2 separate regions of the Rattus norvegicus genome follow, and region 2 is linked to region 1. The links are chromatin contacts, called in public Hi-C maps. All regions are on one chromosome and are shown on one strand. The core of a region is the stretch at or near the end of the contact, and the rest is flanking DNA. Distances in the headings are between cores, read along the strand shown. Region 1 holds the start of Heg1 (heart development protein with EGF-like domains 1). Region 2 overlaps Slc12a8 (solute carrier family 12, member 8).

The links. Hi-C and Micro-C count contacts between places; a contact is called where the count stands out from the background.
Region 2: a contact with region 1 is called in a Hi-C map of the A7r5 cell line, with 2.0 times the contacts expected there. The contact joins the enhancer-like site here to the promoter of Heg1 in region 1. A contact is called at or near these places in 3 of 12 Hi-C or Micro-C datasets (the A7r5 cell line, frontal cortex and psoas muscle).

The regions. Positions count from the first base shown.
Region 1 is chr11:80,598,171-80,604,578 of GRCr8, reverse strand. Heg1 (heart development protein with EGF-like domains 1) reads left to right here and starts at 4,487. Exons shown (of 18, transcript NM_001427854.1): 1 at 4,487-4,829. The coding sequence starts at 4,586.
Region 2 is chr11:80,711,860-80,718,088 of GRCr8, reverse strand. All of the region lies in intron 4 of Slc12a8 (solute carrier family 12, member 8), which reads left to right. Among named protein-coding and RNA genes, the nearest start is that of Slc12a8, 56 kb to the left of the region's middle. Within about 2 kb of position 4,113, at least 28 of the 93 cell types and tissues checked have an H3K27ac peak or open chromatin away from gene starts, as enhancers often do. A contact at or near this core is called in the A7r5 cell line, where this site is marked.

The DNA of each region.
Region 1 (6,408 bases), core at 3,238-5,737:
AAGAGCTCTCGGTGCCTTCACACAGTGACCTAACCGTATCCTTGGGATCTTCAGACTGACCTGGTGAGGCACTGAAAGGTAACGGGGCTTCTTCTCAATGGGCAGTTGGGGACACTGAAGTCAATAGCCATCACCTGACTTGGCTGAGGACTGGGAACAGCTTCAGGACAGAACTTGGAGGCAACCCAAGGGCCTCTGTGCTGACCAATGGGCAGAGGGTATGCTTCACTGGAGCCTGTTCTGCTCATTTACTCTGAGGCATAGAACATCTTATGCAAATTATGGAATATTCAAGTAGCTGGGCCCCAAGAGATCATCTGATTAGCCACCCTTTTTGTGCAAAGAAAGAAACGCTAATGCTTTCCCTTCCTCCCATGCACCCTCATGCCAGCCCATAGAGGTAACAATCTACCCGAACCTCGTCTCCTCCTCTTTGCCTATGTGTCTCAGCCACATTTCCCAGCTTCCTTCCCAGTTGGGTGAAACCTATTGTCATGTTCTCCGTAGCGGAATGTAAGAGGAAGTGAGGCACACCCCTCCCAGGCCGGGGCTCATCGACGTTTCTCCTGCTTACCTCTCCATGTTCTTACCTCTGGCTGACTGGAATGCGGAATCCCAAAGGAAAGTTGGAAGCCATAAACCACAGAACAGCAGATTGCCCGGCCCTAAAAGACTCTGAGAAAGAAAGCTACCTCACAGACCTCGACTTCTGTGTGAAAAGGTTGTGAACATGGAGGAAATATCACAGGGTTTAAAGCTACTGGAAATGGGAGTCCTGTTCGTTACTGCAAACCAAGGCATGAAAGCCACTGTACACGCTCTGACTCCGTGTAGCATGGGGTGACAGAGACCTTGTATTCCGGCTGACTTCCCTGTCAGCCTCTATGGTACGACCTCACTCCTGCTTCTGTAGCCCCAGCCCAGAATTCGGCCTGAGCTGTTTTCAGTCTAGATCATCAGACTCTCAAGACCAGAATAGATCTATGAGGGCACTGTATATGTCCTCCTGGTTCTAGAGAGAAGTTCTTCTAAGTCATCTGACATGATCTAGACTCTGTATCTCCACGTTCCTGAAGAAGACTCTTAAGTACCAAACCCCAAAAGGCAGTGACTACAGAAGGATTGCTGGTAACCTTCCTCACACACCTGTCTGCCAGAAAGGTCAATTTCCTGTCACATAAAACTATGGCAGCCCCTAGTAACAGGTAGCTGTTGTGAATATGAAAGCCCCCACACTATGGGGGTTTGGATATGCCAGGGAGTGTGGCACTATCAGGAGATGTGGCCTTGTTGGAGGAAGTGTGTCATTGTGGAGGTGGGCAATGAGACCCTCCTCCTAACCATGTGAGAGCCAGTCTTCTAGTGGCCCTCAGATGAAGATGTAGAACTCACAGTTTCTCCTGCACCATGGCTGCCTGGATGCTGCCATGCTCCTGCCTTGAACCTGTAACCGACCCCAATGAAATGTTGTCCTTTATGAGGCTTGCTTTGGTCATGGTGTCTGTTCACAGCAGTAAAACCCTGAATACGACATCAGTCTTCTGACCCTTCTCACCTCTCCCTCTACAGCTCCCACGTGGTTCTCCCTTTCTGTACACACACACACACACACACACACACACACACACACACACACACACTACAACTACCTGTTCTTTTTTTTTAATTTTTTAATTGATAGAGAGACATGATTTTTTTAAATATTTATTTATTACATATAAGTACACTGTCAGTCTCTTCAGACACACCAGAAGAGGGCATCAGATCTCATTACAGATGGTTGTGAGCCACCATGTGGTTGCTGGGATTTGAACTCAGGACCTCTGGAAGAGCAGTCGGTGCTCTTAACCACTGAGCCATCTCTCCAGCCCAACTACCTGTTCTTAATAAAGGATGGGTTCTCCCACTTTTGCTTCACTCCCTCATCTCCTCTCCCCATTTTTTTCTCTGCTCCCAAGAGAGATATCTGCAGGGCCGATCGATTCTCTTCTCGTACTCTCCATCCCTGAGAGGCAGCCATGGCGACTTCGGACTTCCCGAGTGCCTCTGGCTATTCTCTTTCACACTTACAACAACCCTTTCTCTCAGACCCACCTACAGAGAGCTCCACTCTGGTGGCTTCACTAGGCCCTGGCTCCTGTGTCCTTAAGGCACCTGTGTGAAGAGCTTTGCCTTCGAACCTTAAACCACCAGGGACAGAATACTTCTCATCCACCATCTAGGACAATCTGTTCTATAGATGGAGTAATTGAGGCCCGGATCACAGTCAAAGAGTGGAAAAGTCAGGAAAATAAAGATTCTGAGACCAAGCTGACCACTGTTTGCAAGTTTCTGTCCTGAGTGTAGCCTCCTTGCTGATCACTCATACTTTGTCCTTGGAGATGGAAAAGTATTAGGACCATCTTTGCAACTTTGTATCCACCGGTTAAGCTGGCTGTTTCTCTGAAAGTTCCGTTGACTTAGAAGGTAGAAAGACAGATCCGTAATGCTTAAAGGGAGGGGCAGGTGGCAGGTGCAGTGCCCTTGGGCGTTGGTGGCAAAGGCAAGATTCCCAAGTGAGTTTTCTGAACGCACAGGAGAAGCCCGGTCAGGCCTTTAAACCCTTACACCTTCTTGTTTGCCTATAAGTTTGCCCTGCTCTCTAACTAGTCCTCCTTTCTATTGAAGGGAGGAAGCTGTAATGACCAGAGCCTCCGAGCGCAGTGGATTGGCCTGCTGGAGCTTGACCAGCCGAGTCTGGTCTGCTGTGTAGTCCTGCCAATAAAACGAAGGCAGCCCCTAGTAACAGGTAGCTGTTGTGAATACCAAAGCCCCCACACTAGCTGTGGTGGTCTGCATATGCTTAACCCAGGGAGTGTGGCACTATCAGGAGGTGTGGCCTTGTTGGAGGAAGTGTGTCATTGTGGGGGTGGGCAATGAGACCCTCCTCCTGACCATGTGGGATCCAGTCTTCTAGTGGCCCTCAGATGATGATGTAGAACTCTCAGCTCCTCCTGGGAGCTGGCAGTGGTGTCAGGAGGCGTTGAGCTGGGGCCATAATTGGAGTTGTTATTGTTATTGTTATTGTTGTTGTTGTTATTGTTATTGTTGTTGTTGTTGTTGTTGTTGTTGTTGTTGTTTTAGAGAGAAGGAAAGAGAGAAAGAGGACTGAACATTGCATGTGAGACCTGAAAAGTTAGGTTTCCTTTGAGGTTCTATAAACCCTAACTCAAGCCCATCCTCTCCTCTTTGCTCATTTGTGTAAGGTAAGCTTGTTTATGCGGAGCAGCCTTTGTTTCCTGCCAAGTGACTCACTTGTACTGAGTCACCAGAAAATGGGTCTAGGCCCATCTGCCCCTACCCTGGACATTATGATCTGATCACTCCCCTGGAGGTGGGTCATGGAGGCTCGGAGACAGAGAGAGGCAGAGACACGGGGAAAGAGACAAGCCTGTTTCCTGAACATTTGGTAAACAGACAAAAGACCCTAGCACATCTGAGAGCATCCCAAGGGATCTGTGGTTTTCATTTTGGATGAGACTTTGAATTATTGACAACTCTAAACTATGAGGTAAGAACGAAGCCACATGTTCATTCGATGAGAAATCCTTTAATTGTTGGTTCTCCTAGCAACTCTTAAGCAAGTTATTTCCCCCATTTTGAGCTGCTCTCTCTTACAAATAAAAGAGACTTGGGTCCTAAAATCTGGACATTGTGTCATTGTCTCCTGGAGGGAGGGAATAGGAACGCACACAGAATTTTACTTACCAAGCAAATTTACTGACACTCTGTCTTGGAACATCTCCCTAAAGGTTTCATTTCAACTTCAGTATGGGCCGAATTTTTAAATGTTTAATTTGCAAATTGCTGCCCTTTTCCTGGCTATGGGTTTTCCCTTGCCCCAGCCCGGGTTCAGTTTTCTCTTCCCTGTGGCCTCTTTGGGTGTCTCAGCAGCGACATCTCTGAAGAACTATGGTGGTGTAAGCCAAAGACAGCGTGGGAAGGAAATCAGACTTATGAGCCTTAAAGAAGATGAGGGTTCCCGCCCTGGCGGAAGGAAGCTTCTCACCAGCGCTGGGGACCCAAAAGGGCTGCGGTGGATTGGGGTCTCTTTAAATCCACGCTACGGAACCGGGTATTTTTGAAAGCACTCTGTACACTCACTCACTCACCTGATAACAATTATATTGTCAGGATTTACTTTTCACAGACCTACTGTCTGGCTAAGGAACCCCCGCCCCCTTCCATCTCTCCAAAAGCCAAAGCGATGCTCCACGGTATGGGCCCTGTGACAGAAGTTACAGGAGGCTCCATGAGTTCACCCGGGGGTTCCGTGAGCTCACTCGGGAGACCCAGACCGCCCCCGCCCTCTTCCTGCCCTCTCCCCGCCCCCGGGCCCCCGCGCGGGGCGGGTGATGTCAACCGAGGAGGAGCCGCCCGCCCCGCGACCCGCCCGGGCTGATTGGCGTGTGGCAGCAACGGGGCCGCCTCCGCCCTCCCGCGGCTCGCACAACTTTTGCGGCTGAGAGCGCGCTCGCATCCCGCTCCGCTCGCCGCCGCCCTCCGCCCGGCACCCGGCATGTGAGCGCGGGCGGCCGCCGCCACCATGGCCACGCCGCGCGCCCCGCGGTGGCCGCCGCCACCGCTGCTGCTGCTGCTGCTGCTACCGCTGCTGCTGCTGCGGCCCGCCGCCTCCGGGGCGCAGAGCCCGCTTCCCTCCCCGGCCCACCGTACACTCCTCCGGGCCGCGGGGCCGCTTTCGCCGCCTGGCGCTGGACACACGGTCCCCGGGCCCGGCGTCGCGACCCGGCGGGGACGTTCCGGACGTGTCCCCAGAGGCGTGAGCGCGGGTGAGTGAGAACCTCCAGCGTGGGGCAGGGGGCGTGGGCTCTAGGGGGCTGTTCCACCAGGGCCGCGCGGTTCCATGGACCCTCGTGGGTAGAACCCTGGGGGTGGCCCAGGACAGAGAAATACTGTCCCTGGCCACTGGAATATAAAGTCTACACATGCGTTCCCTTCCCGAGCTTTGGAAGAAAACTCTCTCCTGGGGTAGCCCATACCCTTTTCCCTTTTACAAAAAGAAGACCCCAAAGAGCCTCTCCTACCTCGTGGGGAGTGGAAACTTCTGGCTGCTGTCCCTCGGTTTCAGTCCCCCCTTCCCGTCCTCGTCCTCACGAGGAAGAACTGCTCTCTTCTGGTCTAGAGCCTGACTTTCCAGTGTAAGTAAATAACGGATTTTGGAGTTTGATAGGCTTCTAGTACTTAGGACATCTTAAAGGACAAAGAGTGCTCGTTTAAAACAAAACGAGCTACCTAGCCAACCATAGGATCGGGGTACTTGGGGTGGGGGTGGGGGGCTGTAAGGTCAAAATCCTGCAAGACGCCGGCTGGCTCTGGACTGTCCTGGAGTCCTTTTCTCCTCAGCCAGCTGCTGTGCAGGCAGGCACTGCCTGTCCTGGTCACAGAATGGGGACTCAACTCCTGTGCCCAACGCCTTTGTCTCTAGTTCCTTTTTCTGGTGGAAGAAAATGCCACGGCCTGGGTGGGATTCTAATCTAACGCCCATACGACCTCGGCTGTGTATGTCTTTGGCTCTCGGTTTCCTCATCTGTGGAATAGAAGGGCCCCATTCAGCCTCCCAAGTGACAAGAGGTGACAAAATGAAAGTAAAAATAATAGGTACTGTGAACCAATCCAGACTAGGTGATGTTAGCCAGTTGTCCTCCTGTGAGAGGCAAAGGGCACACAACGGCCTCAGTTGTTGCCACATTGCTGGGTTTGCCAAGATTTTGTCCAGTGTCCACCTCCCTCCCCCCCCCCCCTTTTCTCATCTTGTCTGTCTGCCTGTCTGTCTTGCACACTTCACAAACTTTCTCCCAACTTTCTCATCCTTAGAACGGAGAGGTACTGCTTCCTAGAATTGAACAAGAGAAACTTTTCTACCCTCATAAAGCCTTGATTGACCGGTAATCTCCCCTTCTGCAGACTGCCTTGACCTTGTGAACTTCTGAGTCACTGGTCCAGGTCAGGAAGGGTAACTGAGGAAAGGTGAGGGAAGGGAAAGGAAAGCAGCTCTGAAGATCCTTACAGACACACACCGTGCAGCCCTAGCGTCCATAATCTTGTTACCGTAGGAAAGTAACTGAGAGACACGGTAGGACATTTGTGGAGTGTCGTAGATACAGTGGTGTGTAAGGGACTGTAACTCGGACAGCCACCCAGGAATCCAAGGCAGGTGTCAGTAGCTGGTCCTCCGGCTGCGGGATCCATCTTGTGAGGGGCTGTGAAGGGGGCGGGTTGCTGAGGCTGGCACAGGGCTCTCCTTCCTAGAGCAGGGACTCTCCCAGGCTCACACAGGGGTGAGTGTAGTGTGGGGCTATAGTAGCACCTGAGTTAGGGGGAAATAAGGTAAGAATGGGGCCTTATGAG
Region 2 (6,229 bases), core at 2,864-5,363, 110 kb before region 1:
GCATGTGAGTGTGTGTGTGCATATGAGTGTGTCTGTGTGCACATGTGAGTCTATGTGTCTGTGTGTGCATGTGTGTGTGTGTGCATGTGAGTGTGTGTCTGTGTGTGTGTGCATATGAGTGTGTGTCTGTGTGCACATGTGAGTCTATGTATATGTGTCTGTGAGTGCATGTGTGTGTCTGTGCGTATTCCCTAAGAGCCTGTGACCTGGAAATTTGGATTATGAGACATACCCTTGGTGACTTTTTTGTTTTTTAAATTAAACAGGAGCGTACAAAGTAGCAGGTTCCTTATGACATTTTCATGCCTGTGCTTTGAGTACAGCCAGATCTGGGAAGTGTTGCCTTAAGGGTCCCCATGGCATTCCACCCTTTTCCTGTGAGAGGAAACTTTCAGGTGCAGGAGCCGAAGCTTGTGGTATCCATGCACACGTGCCTAGTCCTGCCCCATCAGGAGCGGCAGGAATCCTCCATCTGGCCCAGCCTCCCAGGGCTTATTCTGAACTTCTGCAAGGACAGTATACCTCAGTTGGGTCTGCAGACTGCCTGCGTCCAGTCACCCGAGGACTCGCAGGGATAGACTCAAAATGTGGGTGGCAGTCTGCATTTTACACAAACACACTGGCGATCGTGAAGCACAGTTAGACTTTGGAACTATTGTTTCTTTCTTTCTTTCTTTCTTTCTTTCTTTCTTTCTTTCTTTCTTTCTTTTCTTTATTAACTCGAGTATTTCTTATTTGCATTTCGATTGTTATTCCCTTTCCCGGTTTCCGGGCCAATATCCCCCAGCCCCTCCCCCTCCCCTTCTGTATGGGTGTTCCCCTCCCCATCCTCCCCCATTACCGCCCTCCCCCCAACAATCACTTTCACTGGGGGTTCAGTCTTAGCAGGACCCAGGGCTTCCCCTTCCACTGGTGCTCTTACTAGGATATTCATTGCTACCTATGAGGTCAGAGTCCAGGGTCAGTCCATGTATAGTCTTTAGGTAGTGGCTTAGTCCCTGGAAGCTCTGGTTGCTTGGCATTTTTGTACATATGGGGTCTCGAGCCCCTTCAAGCTCTTCCAGTTCTTTCTCTGATTCCTTCAACGGGGGTCCTATTCTCAGTTCAGTGGTTTGCTGCTGGCATTCGCCTCTGTATTTGCTGTATTCTGGCTGTGTCTCTCAGGAGAGATCTACATCCCATTCCTGTCGGCCTGCACTTCTTTGCTTCATCCATCTTGTCTAATTGGATGGCTGTATATGTATGGGCCACATGTGGAGCAGGCTCTGAATGGGCGTTCCTTCTGCCTCTGTTCTAAACTTTGCCTCCCTATTCCCTGCCAAGGGTATTCTTGTTCCCCTTTTAAAGAAGGAGTGAAGCATCAGCATTTTGGTCATGCTTCTTGAGTTTCATGTGTTCTGTGCATCTAGGGTAATTCAAGCATTTGGGCTAATATCCACTTATCAATGAGTGCATACCATGTGTATTTTTCTGTGATTGGGTTACCTCACTCAGGATGATATTTTCCAGTTCCATCCATTTGCCTATGAATTTCATAAAGTCATTGTTTTTGATAGCTGAGTAATATTCCATTGTGTAGATGTACCACATTTTCTGTATCCATTCCTCTGTTGAAGGGCATCTGGGTTCTTTCCAGCTTCTGGCTATTATAAATAAGGCTGCTATGAACATAGTGGAGCATGTGTCTTTGTTATATGTTGGGGCATCTTTTGGGTATATGCCCAAGAGAGGTATAGCTGGGTCCTCAGGTAGTTCAATGTCCAATTTTCTGAGGAACCTCCAGACTGATTTCCAGAATGGTTGTACCAGTCTGCAATCCCACCAACAATGGAGGAGTGTTCCTCTTTCTCCACATCCTCGCCAGCATTTGCTGTCACCTGAGTTTTTGCTCTTAACCATTCTCACTGGTGTGAGGGGAAACCTCAGGGCTGTTTTGATTTGCATTTCCCTTATGACTAAAGATGTTGAATATTTCTTTAGGTGTTTCTCAGCCATTCGGCATTCCTCAGCTGTGAATTCTTTGTTTAGCTCTGAACCCCATTATTTTTGGAGCTGGGGACCGAACCCAGGGCCTTGCGCTTGCTAGGCAAGTGCTCTACCACTGAGCTAAACCCCCAAACCCCTTTGAACCCCATTTTTAGTAGGGTTATTTGTCTCCCTGCAGTCTAACTTCTTGAGTTCTTTGTATATTTTGGATATAAGCCCTCTATCAGTTGTAGGATTGGTAAAGATTTTCCCAATCTGTTGGTTGTCGTTTTGTCCTAACAACAGTGTCCTTTGCCTTACAGAAGCTTTGCAGTTTTATGAGATCCCATGTGTCGATTCTTGATCTTAGAGCATAGGCCATTGGTGTTTTGTTCAGGAAATTTTCTCCAGTGCCCATGTGTTCGAGATGCTTCCCCACTTTTTCTTCTATTAGTTTGAGTGTATCTGGTTTGATGTGGAGGTCCTTGATCCACTTGGACTTAAGCTTTGTACAGGGTGATAAGCAAGGATCGATCTGCATTCTTCTACATGCTGACCTCCAGTTGAACCAACACCATTTGTTGAAAATGCTATCTTTTTTCCATTGGATGGTTTTGGCTCCTTTGTCAAAAATCAAGTGACTATAGGTGTATGGGTTCATTTCTGGGTCTTCAATTCTATTCCACTGGTCTATCTGTCTGTCTCTGTACCAATACCATGCAGTTTGTATCACTATTGCTCTGTAATACTGCTTGAGTTCAGGGATAGTGATTCCCCCTGAAGTCCTTTTATTGTTGAGGATAATTTTAGCTTTCCTGGGTTTTTTGTTATTCCAGATGAATTTGCAAATTGTTCTGTCTAACTCTCTGAAGAATTGGATTGATATTTTGATGGGGATTGCATTGAATCTGTAGATCGCTTTTGGTAAAATGGCCATATTTACTATATTAATCCTGTTGTTTCTTAACCATTTCATGAACCTGTAAAGACTGAATATCTGAACAGGTGGATAGGGCTGCCTGAGTCAAAGGTGGGCCTTTTGCTGCATAATAACCACCCACACACATGGCGGGCCCTGGTCTTGCTTCTAGTTCACCTGGTAAGGACTTCCCTAGGGACAAGTGCTTGGGCCCCAGATACGCTCAAGTGCAGCCAGTGTTCTCTCTAAAGACACATCCCATCCCCCTTTCAGAAGGCGGGAACAGGGATATGATCTTAACTGTCTTGAAACACCTGCTCTGGAGACCAGACCAGCTTTGAACGTGTAGAGATCCCCCTGCCTCAGCCTCCCAACTGCTGACATTCCAGCATGCACCACCACACCTAACCTCTTAGTTTAATTTAATGTAGTTTAATTATTTGGGCTGTTATGAGTTTTTCTGATGACAGTGGAGGACCTAGCTCCTAGTATGGAGTCCAAGAGCTCCTGAAATTTCAAGAGGGCTTGTAAGTGGATAAGTATATTTTTCTGGGAGAGAGTCCAGGACTGCTGCCAGATTCCCAGAGGCATCCTTGGCCCTGAAGGGAGAAAGAGTAAGGATCAGGACCCAGGAATTTTTAGAGGATTAAGCAGTGGAAAGTGATAAGAAAATGCGAGGGTCTGGGTGGAGATTTTGGAACTACTGACTGATCCCACAGCAAAGCCAGACCGCCACACCCCTCGGCGGCGTTACCTTCCTCTCTCCTCGCTCCCTCCTGGCTTGCTGTGTCTTCCTTTATTTCTCCCTCTCTCTTTCTGTTCTTTGTCCTCAGTTCCTCCCAAATCCATATCTTCTTCCTTGTTAACTCCAGCCAGAGACTTGTTGGATGGACGGCCTGTGTGTTCTACCTATGGAATATCATCTTATGTGGGGGATTCTTGTTTTTAAGAGTAAGTGTGTTGGGGGCTGGGGATTTAGCTCAGTGGTAGAGTGCTTACCTAGGAAGCACAAGGCCCTGGGTTCGGTCCCCAGCTCCAAAAAAAAGAATCAAAAAAAAAAAAAAAAGAGTAAGTGTGTTGGACTTTTAATGTGTCTCTGGGTGAGGGAGAAAGGGTTTTAGGGACCCGGATGTCCTGATTTGGATTAGGTTTTCTATGGGCAGAACGGCAGCTGCGAGTGCTATAAGGATTGTGCAGTCTCACTCCCTCCTCTTGTCCTCAGTTTGGTTCTGACAAAGAATGACTGGCCCCAAACCCCGCCCTACAACTGAGATGGGTCCACTGATTGTTGTCATCTTTTTTTTTTTTTTTTTTTTTTTTTTTTGGTTCTTTTTTTCGGAGCTGGGGACCGAACCCAGGGCCTTGCGCTTCCTAGGTAAGCGCTCTACCACTGAGCTAAATCCCCAGCCCGATTGTTGTCATCTTGCTGCCCTTCGCACTGAAGGGCACAGAAAGGAACCGCAGGCTGCAGAGGCCATGGAGCCCGATGAGCGGTGCAGAGCAAGTGAGAGTCAATGTTGCCCAGTTTCTGCCAACTGGGATCCAACTCTGTGGGCAGGCGGCAGGGCTGGCCGGCCTCCCTGGCCAGAGTTCTGTGGATGAATGCCTGGTGTATGAAATCACTGGCTTGGGAGGTCCTTTAACATTACTGAGCTCTGACAAGCTGGGAGTTCCAAGGAAGTAAAGGATGGCGCCCTGAGGGTTGGGCTAGCACGTTCTGCCTGTGACCCGCCAGGTTCTGGCTCAGCCAGCCTTGTGCGCCTCTCACTATAGGGGCGGAGGTCAGTAGCCCGTGGCATTGAGAAGTATGCAGAATGCTCTGCTGTGGGAGAGCAAATCATGGTACTCTGAGGCTCAAGCACTTTGGGAGCACTGTGTGCGTGCGCGCGCGCGCGCGCGCGGAGGCATCGTGATGGTGGGTGGGTCTGCCAGGCAGGCCTCGTAGGTATCCTGCACATTTGATTGGGGAATGGGCAGTCACGGTGAGTCGCTGAGGCCGAGCGCCCATCTAAGGTTGGCTGGGGATCCAGGAGGCTGTGAGGGCCAGCCAGGTGGAGCTGGCAGAGCCATGCTTCCCCCTAGGGCTGTCATCATAAATTTGCAAGCCATAACAGTAATATGGGAGTTGAGCTGGTCCTCCCCCTGCTTTCTTTCCTGTGCCTGCACTCTGGGGTCCAGTGCTGAGATTTCTGAACTCATAATGAAGCGGTCCCAGGCCTGCTCACTGTTCCAACTCCCATGCCACTCTAGCCCAGGACCCTCGTGTGCTCCGCAGGTGTCCATGCAAGCTCCTCCTCATGGACAAGTTCTGAGAAGATACTGAGGCTGCTTCAGGCTTAGTCCAGCCGCAGCAGCAGCCCAGGCCTAGGAAGCCCCTGGAACCACCTCCCTAGGGAACACAGGGAATTTCTGGCCCTACAGGAAGTCAGCAAGAGGCTGTAGTTGCTGGCCTCGAGTGAAAGGTTGCACCACAGTTGCTCTCCTGAGCCCTGCTTTTAGAGTTAGGCTCCTCATAACAAATCCCTGCATGGCTGCAACTTGCTGCACGGATCCTGCCAACCTCTCCTCACATCTGAAGACCTTAATGCCTGCCTTGCTGGTCTGTCTGAGACCATGAAGCAGGTGCCCAGCAGAGAGTTATTGTCACTGTCATTGCTTATCCTAGATGGAGAAGCCCCTGGAAGTCACTGGTTTGCGTGCCAAGACAGTGTTTCTCAGGTCTCAGGATCTAGGGCCCGTATGAAAATGAAGATCCTTGTGTTGTAGATTGGGGGTGAGGAAGGAACGGAGCCAGGAGTAGGCTTTCAACAGCGCTCAGGCCCTGCTGCTTCCGGGACTCGGCTCTGCACCGTGAAGTAGGCACCTGGACACTTTAATCCAAGCCATTCCCCTTTTCCCCCTGTGTTCCCTTATGCCGCTGTCATTAGAGCACTTTCTACCCTGTTAACAAAGACTCCAGGTTCCACACCCAAATGATGACGTCCTAGTCTGAACTGAGGAACTGATGCAGAAGGAGGGACCCTGAGGTGTCCTCTTCTGTGAGGAGGTGTCCCGGACAGCACCTCACCCTCACAGCGAAGACACAGAAAGGAAATGAGTGCAGGCAGGTACTCCCCTGCCTGCTTTCTCTTGGCGTCTGAAGGCCATGGGTACCTAGAGCACTGAGCTCTGCCTGCCCCTATGAGGACATGAACAGCATGGAGCTTTAGAGCCAGAGTGCTTCCACTGTCACGGGGCTGCCTAGGTGGATAGCATATTACCCCAAGGCTAGCCCTGGCTTGTGGGGACCATGTTAAAAGTTGTTCCCAGATCTCAAGTCCTGGTGATCACGAGAGTCTTGGAAGT